Regions from separate parts of the Sus scrofa genome. Here region 2 is linked to region 1. The links are chromatin contacts, called in public HiChIP or PLAC-seq maps. All regions are on one chromosome and are shown on one strand. Each heading gives the region's core, a stretch centred on a gene start, on an enhancer-like site or on the middle of the called end of the contact. The rest is flanking DNA. Distances are from core to core; before and after follow the strand shown.

Evidence for each region. HiChIP or PLAC-seq counts read pairs in DNA pulled down with a chosen protein or histone mark.
Region 2: a contact with region 1 is called in an H3K27ac HiChIP or PLAC-seq map of alveolar macrophages. The contact joins two enhancer-like sites. A contact is called at or near these places in 12 of 47 Hi-C or Micro-C datasets (brain, embryonic fibroblasts, fibroblasts and 3 more) and 2 of 2 datasets of contacts at active chromatin or transcription factors (alveolar macrophages and skeletal muscle).

The regions. Positions count from the first base shown.
Region 1 is chr7:112,410,850-112,417,092 of Sscrofa11.1, forward strand. TTC7B (tetratricopeptide repeat protein 7B) reads right to left here. Exons shown (of 20, transcript XM_021099609.1): 6 at 595-673. Among named protein-coding and RNA genes, the nearest start is that of TTC7B, 110 kb to the right of the region's middle. Within about 2 kb of position 3,117, at least 12 of the 83 cell types and tissues checked have an H3K27ac peak or open chromatin away from gene starts, as enhancers often do. A contact at or near this core is called in alveolar macrophages, where this site is marked.
Region 2 is chr7:112,042,080-112,048,322 of Sscrofa11.1, forward strand. It overlaps NRDE2 (protein NRDE2 homolog), which reads right to left. Exons shown (of 14, transcript XM_021099603.1): 13 at 1,398-1,469; 14 at 1-946. The coding sequence ends at 821. Among named protein-coding and RNA genes, the nearest start is that of PSMC1, 17 kb to the left of the region's middle. Within about 2 kb of position 2,647, at least 6 of the 83 cell types and tissues checked have an H3K27ac peak or open chromatin away from gene starts, as enhancers often do. A contact at or near this core is called in alveolar macrophages, where this site is marked.

The DNA of each region.
Region 1 (6,243 bases), core at 1,867-4,366:
GACAGACAACCGAATGAGGCAAATGTCTGGCCACACAATGGAATATCATGCTGCTGTGAAAAGGAATGAAGGACAGATACAGGGTCCAACATGGACGAACCTTGAAAACATGGTGCCAAGTGAAGGAAGCCAGTCACAAAAAGGTCGCATAATGTACAAATCCATTTTATGAAATATCCAAATAGGCAAATCTATAGAAGCAGGAAGTAAGTTTACAGTTGCCAGAGGCTTGGGAAAGGAGAAAATGGGAATTGACTACTAATGGGCATGGAGATTTGGGGAGGGGGGTGAGGAGACAGCGCTGAAATGAAATATTAGTGATGGCCGAACAATTCTGTGACAACTAAAATCCAATGACTTTAAATGGGTGACTGTATGGTATGTATGTAGGAGATGGAGAGAGAGGTAGATAGATAGATTGATTGATTGATCTACACATATTTATGCTTCATGGAGACATAATTTATAGGGTGTAACATATATACTATAGAACACAGCATGGTAAATGACATATACTTTATAATGCACATATGGGAGGGAGAGGAGACACCTGAAGAGCCTTTGGGTCTCAACCAAGTCCCTAGTCCCACTTACCATTCTCAGGTTTTGGGTTGTTCTTGTTTCGACTGCTCTGAGGATCTCTCTAAATCTCCCGACTCCTCTTGTCAAGTTCCTGTGTGCACACAGAATTTGACAGGGTTTCCATCTGGTGTGTGTTAATATTCAATATTTCATACACATATTTCAATGCATTTTGTCTACATAAAAGCTGTTGGCTGGATTTTAAGCAAACAATTGTGCAGTGCATGTCTGTGCATCTTTGTTCAACTCAGAAAAATCTGACCTAGGATTGATGGTCTTTGGTGATTCCACCATCAAATTTTTTTCAAGAAAATAAATATTGGAAAATCATACTGGAGGCAAAAAAAAAAAAAGCAAGATATCTTTCAAGAGTCCCTCTTCCATTTTACAGTTGCTCAGTAGTTTCTCTGCTCTGCTGAGGGGTAATGAATTCTATCTTTTCAGTGGCAAAAGGGTACAGAACTATCAACGAGGCACTGAGTGTAATGTGGTAAAGGCATCTTATAACCTGCAATTTTAGTGGGCAAGACAATGGTAAAAAGTATGAAGAATGAGGGGCTCCACCAAGCACCTGTTCTGCATCTTTGAAAAGAGACATCACATCCCAGTGAATCCATCAGCACCTCCTACCCCAACCAAGCCCTCAGGGGAAGCAGCAGAGGGTCCCAGCCCCTCCCTCGGGGAGTGTGCAGCCGGGGGTGGGGAGCCCTGGCCGAGTGGGGTCAGCACATCCCATCTCGTCGCCCACACACGTCACAGAGGCATGGCTGCTGACATGTTTCCTTAAGGGACAAATAAATCTTGAGTAAATCCTGGTCCATGCGCCCAGATCCTACTTGTTGTCTGCCCCCTCTGAAGGCTGTGCCCGGCCCAGCAGGTCCCTTTACATCGAGCGCTGCCACCTCCTATGACATAACCCAGTGATATTTATAACCCGCTCATTAGAACATATCTCATCTTTCCCAAAAGCCACAGAGCGGGTCAGCCGGTGCAGAGCTGGCCACCAGCCTCTGCGGGCTGTGGCAGATGCTCTAGATATTCGGCTCTCTTCTTGGATGACATTTTAAATGGCACGAAAGTATTAAATCAAACTGAATGTGGGTTCTGTATGTTACGAGCACTCACAAGGGCTATTACTTCGTATCTTATACCTACATGACATCCCAGGACTCTCATTCACAAGAACAGCCCCAGAACTTGAAGGGAACGCTTTGCTGGCAGAGCTACAGAAATACGCCCATATTCCTCTCACCCACACATAGCAGATGATATCAGATCAGAAGCTTTACGGTGGCATAAAAAGAGAAGCTTGGGCTCAGGACTCCGGGCAGCACCAAAGGGGACATGAATCAAAATTAGGTAACAGGCTCTGGGACGCGCGATCTCTGCTGCTCTCCCCTGCATTTGTTTTTACGGCATCCGTGTTCACTGGCTTTGGACTGAAGCTCAGTTCTCTTAGGGAACATGAGGCGAAGGAAACAGCTACGGCTGGAAAAGGGAGGGGAGGAAGGACTGGGCTGATGTCACTCCAGGATCGCAGCTTAAGCGCCTACTATGTACTAAAAGCATGGCATTTTCAACCGTATGCAGTAAGGGTAGGACTGGGACCATGTCGTTGGAGACCCAGTTTAAAGGGTTGTTCAAACAGGGTGGAAATTAGGCCTGGAGGGGGTAGTTTCAAATCCCAATGTTATAACTCAGGGAAGGCTACCAGATAGCAAGTGGCCATTCGGAAGGTCTCCCGTGCCTTCCTTGTGGAATGAGAAACACATCCAGTTACAGATGCACCGAATTTTCTAGCTATAATGATCCAACACAACTTAGTCCATTGCAACCCTGGAGAGAAACGGCCTGCCCAGGTTCACACGGCCAGTGAGAGGGCAAGCTGGGAGCTTCCAACCATACCCACCACCTTCCTGACAAAAGAGATGTGAACTCTCAAAGGGACATGCAACCCAAGAAGAAAACAAAATATGGACGCTCAGGTCTAGGGTTTACGTCATTAATATGCAAATGAAAGTGTATATCCAATCCAAATCTGATGCATACAGGTGGTCCCAGCTACTGAGACACTCCTAGGAACCGGTTCAAAATTGGAAAGGAAAATCAGCTGGCCCAAGTGAAGCAGCCTGGGGTCTGCAGATGAGGCCTCAGAGGCCCTAACTGAGAACTGATGGGGAGAGTCCACTCCCCTCTAAGGCCAAGGCAGTTTCTCCCGCGCAGGACTGAGGCCCTCTGGTGGCGGCTGGAGGAAGTCCCTGTGACTGAGGGGATGCCACCCAGGAGAGGCCAAACCAGGAGGGACGCAGGGCGCGCTCCCAAGGCACCGCACGCTGCCTTTGAGGCAAAGGCAAGTTTTCCTCAAACGGTTTCCAGTTTGTTTCTGGGAAGAGCTTAGGATTCAGAATCAAATTCTTCTTGAAGCTGGGAAGAATCCTGCTGGTAAACAAAGGCTCCTCAGGAACCACAAGGAAGGCTCGGAAGGCCTCGGGCTGCACTAGTCAAATAAGTGTGCCACCGTCAGGACCAAGCCGAGGTGGCCTGTCCAGCCCCAGAGCAATGTGACAACCGGAGGGAGAAGGCACTGGAGGGGAGAGACTGCACATTTTAAATATAAGAAAAGGGAAAAAGTGTCCTAAATGCAAAAGCATACAATTCTCAGCAACTCCTATACCACCCATGCTTTTTTTTTTTTTTTTCAGTCACATAATTTTATTCAAGTCGTCACTTCCACTGTTGCCATGACAGCAGAAAAAATTTTTTTTCCTTAAGCTAGATGGAGAATCACGATAGAATGGAACAAAAAAAGAAAAGAACTTGCAAGCATTACATTCTAAATGCTACGAAACACCCCGATTTGAGGGAAATAAACAAAAGCCACATGATTGCTTTCATGTCTCTCAACTATGAGTTTATTCTTGCCATGCTGAGACCCAGGCCTAAAATGATCTGTTGCTTTAAAACGCCACTCCAAACTGAAGAGGAGAGAGCCAAGGAATTTCCCCCGTTTGGAGGGTTTCCGCAGCCCCTTGACATGAGGTCATTGATTCCATTTCAGAATTCACTATGGCAAACTATTCTCAAAAGGAAGGTCCTTGCCGGCACTGGCAAGCTGTCGGAATTCGGGGTGCACCTCCTGCACCTCGCTCCAGCAAGCTTCCCGAGTTGGGTGCAGGTCCCTCCACGTGGACCGGTTCCCAACAGCTCAGCTGTTACCCAGGGGAGACAGGGCCTGCGAGTCCCCTGAGCACCAGCCGGCTGTTCAGCCTGATGGGCAGGCAAGACCTGCCACTATCTGTCCCCCCTCCAGCAGGGAGAGCGGAGGCCCGCATCCCTCAGCCTTGCTCTGCTGCAAACCTGAGCAACCTCCTGCTCCGTCCTGGGCAGGAAAGCCCACCCGCAGTCCTGCTTCTCTTGACCACTTCCATGTTGTTTTCTCTCCTCCCTTTTCAATCTGATTTCTTCATCCTCCTCCTGAGCCTCCTCCTTCAGCGCCTTGCCTGCTGGCCCTTAGGTCAGTGCAGAAGCATGACTTCCTAAGGACACCCAGGGGCACTGGCTGGCCAGCATTTGACTCTTGGGCCCTGAAAGCCGCATTTTCGAAGGCTGGTTTCTGAAACGTACATTTTTACATACAAACCTACAGCAGTGCCTGCTTATTCTGTTCTGTGCCTTTGAACCACATTCTCAGCTTTTTAGTGCTGTCACTGGTGTCTCCGCACTAGCAAACCAAGGGGGAAATGGATACGGGAAGGAAGCCAGAGATCCGAAGTTAAAATCGAGATGGAAAACCAAGGCTGGGAGAGACTCGGAGCCTGGAGAACCAATTTGCCTTGCGATGGGCAGCTGCCTCCACAGCAAACTCAATATATTTATATTTTTACATTCCTTTGGGGGGGGACAGAGTGGGAAATACAATTCTCCCCCCTTAACTTGTCCTTCCAAATTATCTTCTAACCTCAACGTCTGGCCCAGGCCATCAATGCACGTAAATCAGTATCAACGGTCACCGTCATGCAAATTCCAAGTTCTGATGTGAATAAAATACTTTTCATAGTGGATACCCGATTCCTAAGAAACAAAGAAAAGATACCCCTGCTGGCGTATATTCAGTATTTTTTCACTATCTCCCTTATCTGTGGTTGAGGACTTTATAACTAAAGATGAATTACAGAACAAGCCAACACAGTAGATCTCCTGGAGTTAAGAAATCTTTTGGCTTTTTCAACATTTCTTTTTCTTACCAACTGGCGCCTCTGTAACTTTTTTTTTTTTTTTTTTTTTTTTTTTTTTTTTTTTTGCCTTTTTATGGCCGAACCCTCGGCATATGGAGGTTCCCAGGCTAGGAGTCCGATCAGAGCTACAGCTGCCAGCCTACACCACAGCCACAGCAATGCCAGATCCGAGCCGTGTCTGTGACCTACACCACAGCTCACAGCAATGCCGGATCCCTAACCCACTGAGCGAGGTCGGGGATTGAACCCTCGTCCTCGTGGTTACTAGTCGGGTTCGTTAACCACTGAGCCATGATGGGAATCCTTGAACCTCTTAAGCAGTAGGTTATTTCAGTAATCTCTGATCAAGCACTGCTGCGCACCGAGATCCAGGCTTGTCCTTGAGGACACAGTGGCGAATAAGAGACAAGAGCAGGAAGGGTGGATGGCTTCACACCCCCCATAAGAATGGAAGCGCCTTGAGGACCAAGATCTCTGTTTTGCTCACTGACATATCCCAAGCCCCTCAAACAGAGCTGCATCCAGAAGGTGCTCAATACGTATGGCTGAATGAATGAAATTCAGAACTACCATGAGCGGAAGGAGCCAAGACCCCCCAGGGGACACTTTTGCTGCCTGTTTCTTGCCCCCTTCTTTCTGGCTGCACACGGTGGGCAGGCTTCGTGCTCTTAACTAATACATCCCACATGTCCTCAGTTGTGTTTGTAGCAGGGGTGCCACGGGGAGCAGTGACACACTTGTAGGAGGCTATGTACTCAGTGTGCCCAGCCTGACATGTTCTAGAAAGTTGTGTGAATAATGAAGATTTCAAGACTTAAAAAAAAAACAAAAACAAGGAAAACCAAAACCTTTCAGACATTTCAGGGAAGATTTGCTGCCCAGGTGCCTTTCCACCTGCCTCTTTATCTGAACAGTCCTAAGTCCTCCTTCAAGACTCAGGTCAAAGCCGCCCCTGAGAACATTCTCTGAGCTTCCCCAGGAAGACACGGCACCGCCTCCTGATGCTGCCAAGTGCACGCGTATTTTGAGTAGAGACAGCTTTCAGCGAGCAGACTTTCATTGGCATTTATGTCTGTGGGCACCTGAAGAGCACAGGCCCTCTCTACCCATCCCTTCTTGTCCCGATGACCTCACAGAGCCAGCCAGGTACCCAGAGACCCTTAGTAAGCTGTGTACCCTCGACAGATAGAAAAAGGTGAGGGCAATCTTACATTCTGAAAGCCCTTTCCCATCTCCGGGCTGAAAAGAGGTTTCTTGATGACAAAGGGGACGAGTGAAGCCGATATTTCTTGCGCCAGGAGACCCACCTGGACAATCAGTAGCTGGACACTGTCAGCACTTAGAGCCCTAGAAAAGCAGAAATGTATGTACCATGTGTCTACAGGCCAATTTCTTTTTCTTTTTCTTCCTTTTTTTTTTTTTCTTT
Region 2 (6,243 bases), core at 1,397-3,896, 370 kb before region 1:
CCACAGCGATCAGGAGCACGTGGCCGGTCCCGGCTTCCTGTCTAGGCCGGGCTCTGCACATCTCACAGGCAGGGCGGAGTGCGGAGGGAGGGAGGAGCTGCCTCCAGTCTCCACTTGGCGACGCTGGTGGCCAGTGCTCACAGTGCTGTCCACGCTGCAGCGCGCACCCAGGGCCCCTAACGGGGTCCTTGAAGAGCACAGATGCTGACTCAGCAGGGCTGGGGTGGAGCCTGAGACTCTGCAATTCGAAAATGATGCAGGCTGCTGGGTCCACAGTCGGGGTGTCACCGAGTAAAGCTTAGGGAAGAATGAGGCCTCTGGACACATCTGATACAGGTGAGAACACACAAGTTTTAAATGCCCCCCCCCCTGCTCTGATCTGAAGAAAAGGGCAGCCTGGAGGAGGAGGTCCCAGCACTGAGTGACCAGGATTCACTCACCTCCACTACCAGACCCGGAAGGCTTGGCAGGACCCCCAAGGATGCCAGCCGAGAGGTACACTCACCCTGGTGGGCTGATGCTAAAAGTGGACCAAAGGGAACTTTGCACGGCAACCACAACGCATTCAGTTGTCACTTGGCACGACTCTTGTCTGTGTACATATGTACACATATTCACATATATAATATGTAAGACAGTAGCCTCTGTGTCATTTGCACATGCAAAAAATGTGCCAGAGATAAGAAGCTGACAGCCCAGACACAAAATACCAAGAAGCTTCACAGGTGGAGGTCTCAACATGCTTCTGGTTCATCCGGAAGCTTCTGATTCCTTGGCAGGCGGGCGCTGAGGCCTCGGCTCGCTCCCCACTCCCCAGGTTCTAGTCCTCAAGCAGAAGCTCCAGTTCCTCCAGGGGCAGGCGCACCCGGAGCTCCTTCTCCGTCATCAGGTCCAGGATCTCCTGCATCTCATCAGGGAAGTGCTCCACGGCGTCCATGTACAACACCTGGGACGGGAAGGAGAGGCCCGTCAGCTCGCTGCCGCCCCTGCACTGCCCACACTCCCCTCCCCAGGGAGGACTCTGCGCTCAAGAGCAGAGGGAAGCTGAGGAACTCAGAGGCCTTCACTGGTTCTCAGAATTGGGGGGCAGCCACTGCAGTCACCATCAATCTGATTTCTAAACATCTCCTGACTTGGGCCCTGCAGGGCAAAGGGGGAACTCAGTCCAATGCTTGCAGCATCTTGGCTGAGCTCTGGGCAAATGCTGGGAACCAGCTGGCCCTGGCAACACCCCATGCCAACTCCAGTGCAGGGAAAGGAAACAAAGGACCCTTGGGCTCCAAGGGGCATACCTCAACTATGAAAAGGCCTGGGAGGTGCCCTGTCCCCATGACACTGGATGAGCTTGGCTGGAAGGTTCTTGGGAATCTGAAGAGACCAGGGTCTCTGGAACTTACCTTTGCCCAAGGGCAATTCTGAAGGGCTTTGTAGAACACACCTTTGCTTCTTTCTTTATTTCCTAAGGAAACCTGAGGCAAAGGGGAAAAAAATACAAAAATGAATTTAAACAGAGACCCCTTGCTGATCCACGAGAGGCTCCTCAGCTGTAGGCAGCCAGCCCGTGGTTGGCCAGGCACTGCCACAGTGCCTACCAGGTGACATGGGTCCATGCCCCACAGGTCACCCCCAGGGGCCACTCTGTTCCTGCAGGTCGAGTCAATCTTAGCATTTCTGACTCGGCTTCATCTCCTCCTCTACGAGGCACCCTTGGTCATGCCTTATGTTACCAAGAGTGCCTAGAACAAGGCCTCGGGTGTGAGACGAGGGTGATGACTCTACACAGAAGGTACCTGCTTTAACACCTGCCATCTTCCGAAAGCTACTTTAGAGCAATGAGATAACTAGGATTACTGCATCAGTAAACTTGTCAAAAGCACATTTCCAGTTGGGAATTTCAGTCTGAGAGCACACAGATATTCAGCATGTTTTTAATACTAAAGTATAAAAATCCTTAGTCTCAACTCACAGACAGGTGCTCTTTCCATGCCTGCTGTGGGAACGGGAGCAGCGTGTGCCCACCCCCACCCCCAGATCTTTCCCAGGTCCTAGGAAGGGACTGTCGCTTGGCAGCTCCTCCGTGGCGGCACAACCCTCTCAGGCAGCTCCTGATGCAGGCTAAGCTTATGGAGCTGAAGGCTGTTCCTGGGCTTTCCACCCACCTGCCTCCCCCAGACTCCTCGTCCCCCAGGAGCGCTTTCCAGTGGACACTGGTTCTGCCCACCGGGCAGCCTGTGCCCGGCGTGGATGGACCGGTGAGGGCTTGTGGCCCAACCCCAAGAAATGGCATCTAGAGACGTCCATCCGCAGCTCAAGACCGCCATCTACCAAGGACGGCCTCACTTCCTTTTCAGACCTTTCAGGTTAATCCCAGAGTCTCTGAGACTATGACAGGGGGCTGCACCCACATCTGGGAAAACCGCAGAGGAGGCGCAGGCCCTCCCCACCTCTCCGAGTGCCCGGGGGAGCCCTGCCCCCCTGCCCAGCACGAGCCTCGGCCGTCCTGAGGTTCTGAGGCTGGACCTCAGTGCGAGCTGTCCTTCCTTCACACGCCCAAACACTTCAGAGTCCTCGGCTACGACAGTAACGACACTCACGGCTGTTACGGAAGGAAGAGAACTCGCATGACTGTACTTCCTCGGCCACTCTGTTTATTTGTGAGACTCAGATGCCCTGGAAGCCGGCGAATCCAGGCGCACGAGCTGGCTGGCCTCAAGTGAGAATGCCGCGATTTCCTTCACCAACCGGCCACAGGTTAACTGTTCTTAGCCTCTGCTTAACGGGCTAAGAACAGTTAAGGGCCAGGCGAGAGCCTGGGGTGAAGGAGTCTGCATTCAGGAGTCCTCTCTAAGGCACGGGCTGCGAGCAGCTAGGGGCTGCATGTACCCCGTGTGCACCTGCAGGGATTTCCCCGCAGCAGAGCAGAGGTGCAAAGGGGAAGAAAGGTCCAGGACGCGGCCCTCCGTGCCCTCTTTCCTCACCCCGACCAACCCCGACTTCCCTAAGCTCCTGTCAGGCTGAACTGTAACAGGTGGAGACGCCAATGCTGCCCATCCGCGGTAAGCCTGCCTTCCTGGGGCGCCGGCAGAGAACTGAGGGCAGCGTGGCCGCAGGCACGGGCCCCAGGAAGCCTCGCTCAGGGCCGCCCTTCCTCAGGAACTAGGTCTCACAGGCCAAGGAGGTCCTCACCGATGAGGCGCACCCCGGAAAGCCCTGCCGCCCGGACCCTCTGCCAGGGCCTCACTGGTCGGTCATCTTCTCCCAGGGCCCGGATGGGGCAGGATGGGGGCAGAGGTGGAGTGGGGGGTGGGGGAGGTAACAGCAGCAGGTGGGCACTGACTGCCCACCTTCTGTACCAGAACAAGGCTCCAAGCACTCCCTTCAGGGAGCTGTGTGGTGCTGAGTCATGGCTGTCTTTGGCACTGCTGTCCCTTCACAAGGTGCCTCCATATGGGGGAAGTAACATCTCTAAGAAATGAGAAGGCTGAAGGTCCTTGGGCTTTTGCAAAATTTGATTCTTTTTTCTTCCCTGAGTACAAACAAATCTGAACAACTGTTAATTTATACAGGTTTTTTTAAGTAATATGGCAAAACTGCTACGCAACCCTATGACTGGAGGCTTATTTATTTACTAGAAAGGTAAGTGAAGTGGGTTCTTCTGCCCTCACCAGCTCTAGTAAATGGTGGCCTTTCAATATATTCTAGCTTCTGCCATCTCTCAACAAAGTGGAAGAAGAAATGGGAGTTCCCCTCGTGGCTCAGCAGTTAACAAACCGACCAGGATCCGTGAGGATGAGTCTGATCCCTGGCCTTGATCAGGGGGTTAAGGATCCAGTGTTGCCGTGAGCTGTGGTGTGGGTCACAGACGTGGCTTGGATCCTAAGTCGCTGTGGCGCAGATCGGCAGCTGTAGCTCTGATTTGACCCCTAGCCTGGGAACTTCCACATGCTGCAGGCGCAGCAATGAACCAAAAAAAAAAAAAAAAAGAAAAATTAAAAAAAATAAGTAGAAGAAGAAATTATGCTAGAGGGTAAAATCAAATCTAAAGATGACCAATTCGGAAATGCCACTGTTCCCTTTCTCTTCGTGAAAACTTCTTTTATTAGGCCCAGGAAATCAACTAACTGGTTTATATACTTACATTTATTTCCTTATTTATTGTGTGGGTAGATGACTAAATTAAAGAACTCTAAGAATCTTGAAAATAACTGCAATTTTAGTCAAAACAACAACAAAAAAGGTATAGCTGAAAGTGTCCATGCATATGCAGGACAGTGTATTTGAAAGTCAACTGCTGTTTGTCCAATTCCTTTTCTCTCCCATATTCTCCATGGCCAACAGTAAGTTTTAACTCCTTCCATCATTTTTTGCAGGGGGAAAAGGCAAGCAAGCAAGCAAATGAGCTCGCGTGTATGAACCATGCATGTGCCTGTGTACCTAGAAGGCACCCACATACAACCCAACAAACCAGTGCCCTCCTCCACGGAGCCCCACCCTTTGCCAGTGGCCCCACGGCCCCCGCTCTCTCCTGGCACTCTCGGCCTGCACCTCACATTCTGGCCCTAATTCGATTTTTTCACTGTGTTTATCAAAGCGTTAGAAGCCCATCCAGATGCCTCCCAGAGAGCTGCTAGGGGAAGTCACTGCTCTAATTAATTCCTGGTCCAATGCTCATCTTTCCAAAAAGACAGAAAAAAAGCCTGGGGCCCTTAAGGAATTTCTGAGTGAATAAGAATTTTCTATCTACAGTCCAACCAAACTTGGCTCATGGCAGACACTCAGTAAAAATACTGCAAGTCTGGACCTCACACCCTGTGTGTCTGTCTCTACCTACAAAAGACTGGAGAAGATCAACTGGCAAATCTGCAGGCTCTCCTTTGTAAATTAAAGCTCTTTCATTTCCTTAGATAGATGCACAGAGTGTCAGCACTGGAACTTTTAGGGAACATCTGATGCACCCCTCTGGCTAAGGGGCCTAAGGACAGGAGCAGAGCTCCACAGGAACCCAGCTCTCCTGCTGCCCCAGCTGCCTCCTCTGGTGAACAAGCAACAGGTGTCTGGTCCACGGACAGACACCACGCTGGCCTTTAAACTTCTCAAGGTTTCCATTTCATACAAGGGTGTCAAAACATAAAATCTGAGCTTTTGAGTCTGAAGAATAAATGTTAAAAATACAGAAACTCTGGTGGTAACTCATCTTGATGCCGACTTCTGCCCATGAGATTGTGCCCTTTTGTCCTGAGTGTGCCTCTGAGCTGCTGTCCTTACAGAGGTCAGGAGAGGGAGGCCAGGTGAGTTCTGAAACCTCTCCCAACCCTAACTCACTCCCTCTGAACGTCTTTACACCTGATTCTGTCATATGACAACTGGAAATGTTCAAATGCTTTCATCAACTTCTAAGAATTTATCCTATGGAAATAATCAGAGACATATATACACTAATTAGGTAAAGAAAGGTCACTCCTGGCTTCTGAAAACCACAGTATTCAATGGAGGTCACTTGGATAGGATTTAATAGCCTGGAGTTAACACTCAAGTGGCCTAAAAGAGATCATGTATCTAAAAAAGCAATTTGGCAGCAGATGTATTAGCAAATGAGGCCGAGCCCAATATCAGGCCTTTAATCAAAGGCAAAGCCAATTCAGACTCTGTGAAGCCCACCTTTCAGCCTGCACAACACATTAACAAAACTAAATGGCACCTTACCACATTCAATCGCTGTAGTATTTTTAAGTAAAATCAAAGCTGCTTTGGAAACATCTATTTTAAAAACCACATTCTAGATAGAGCTAGATCAATCCTATCTTTTAACAACAAAACCGAATCAAGACCTGCAAAAAAAAAAAAAATTTTTTTTTTTTTTTTTTGTCTTTTTGCCTTTTCTTGGGCCGCTCCCACGGCATATGGGAGGTTCCCAGGCTAGGGGTCTAATTGGAGCTGTAGCCACTGGCCTACACCAGAGCCACAACAACGTGGGATCTGAGCCGCGTCTGCGACCTACACCACAGCTCACAGCAACACTGGATCATCAACCCACTGAGCAAAGGCAGGGATCAAACCTGCAACCTCACGGCTCCTAGTCGGATTCGTCAACCACTGCGCCACGACGGGAACTCCCCCCCCCCTTTTTTTTTTTTTTTTTGTCTAAGACCTTCAAAAAAAATTAAAAAAATTTTTTTTTAATTTTGCTTTTTAGGGCCACACCTATGGCATACAGAGCTTCCCAGGCTAGGCACTGAAGTGGAG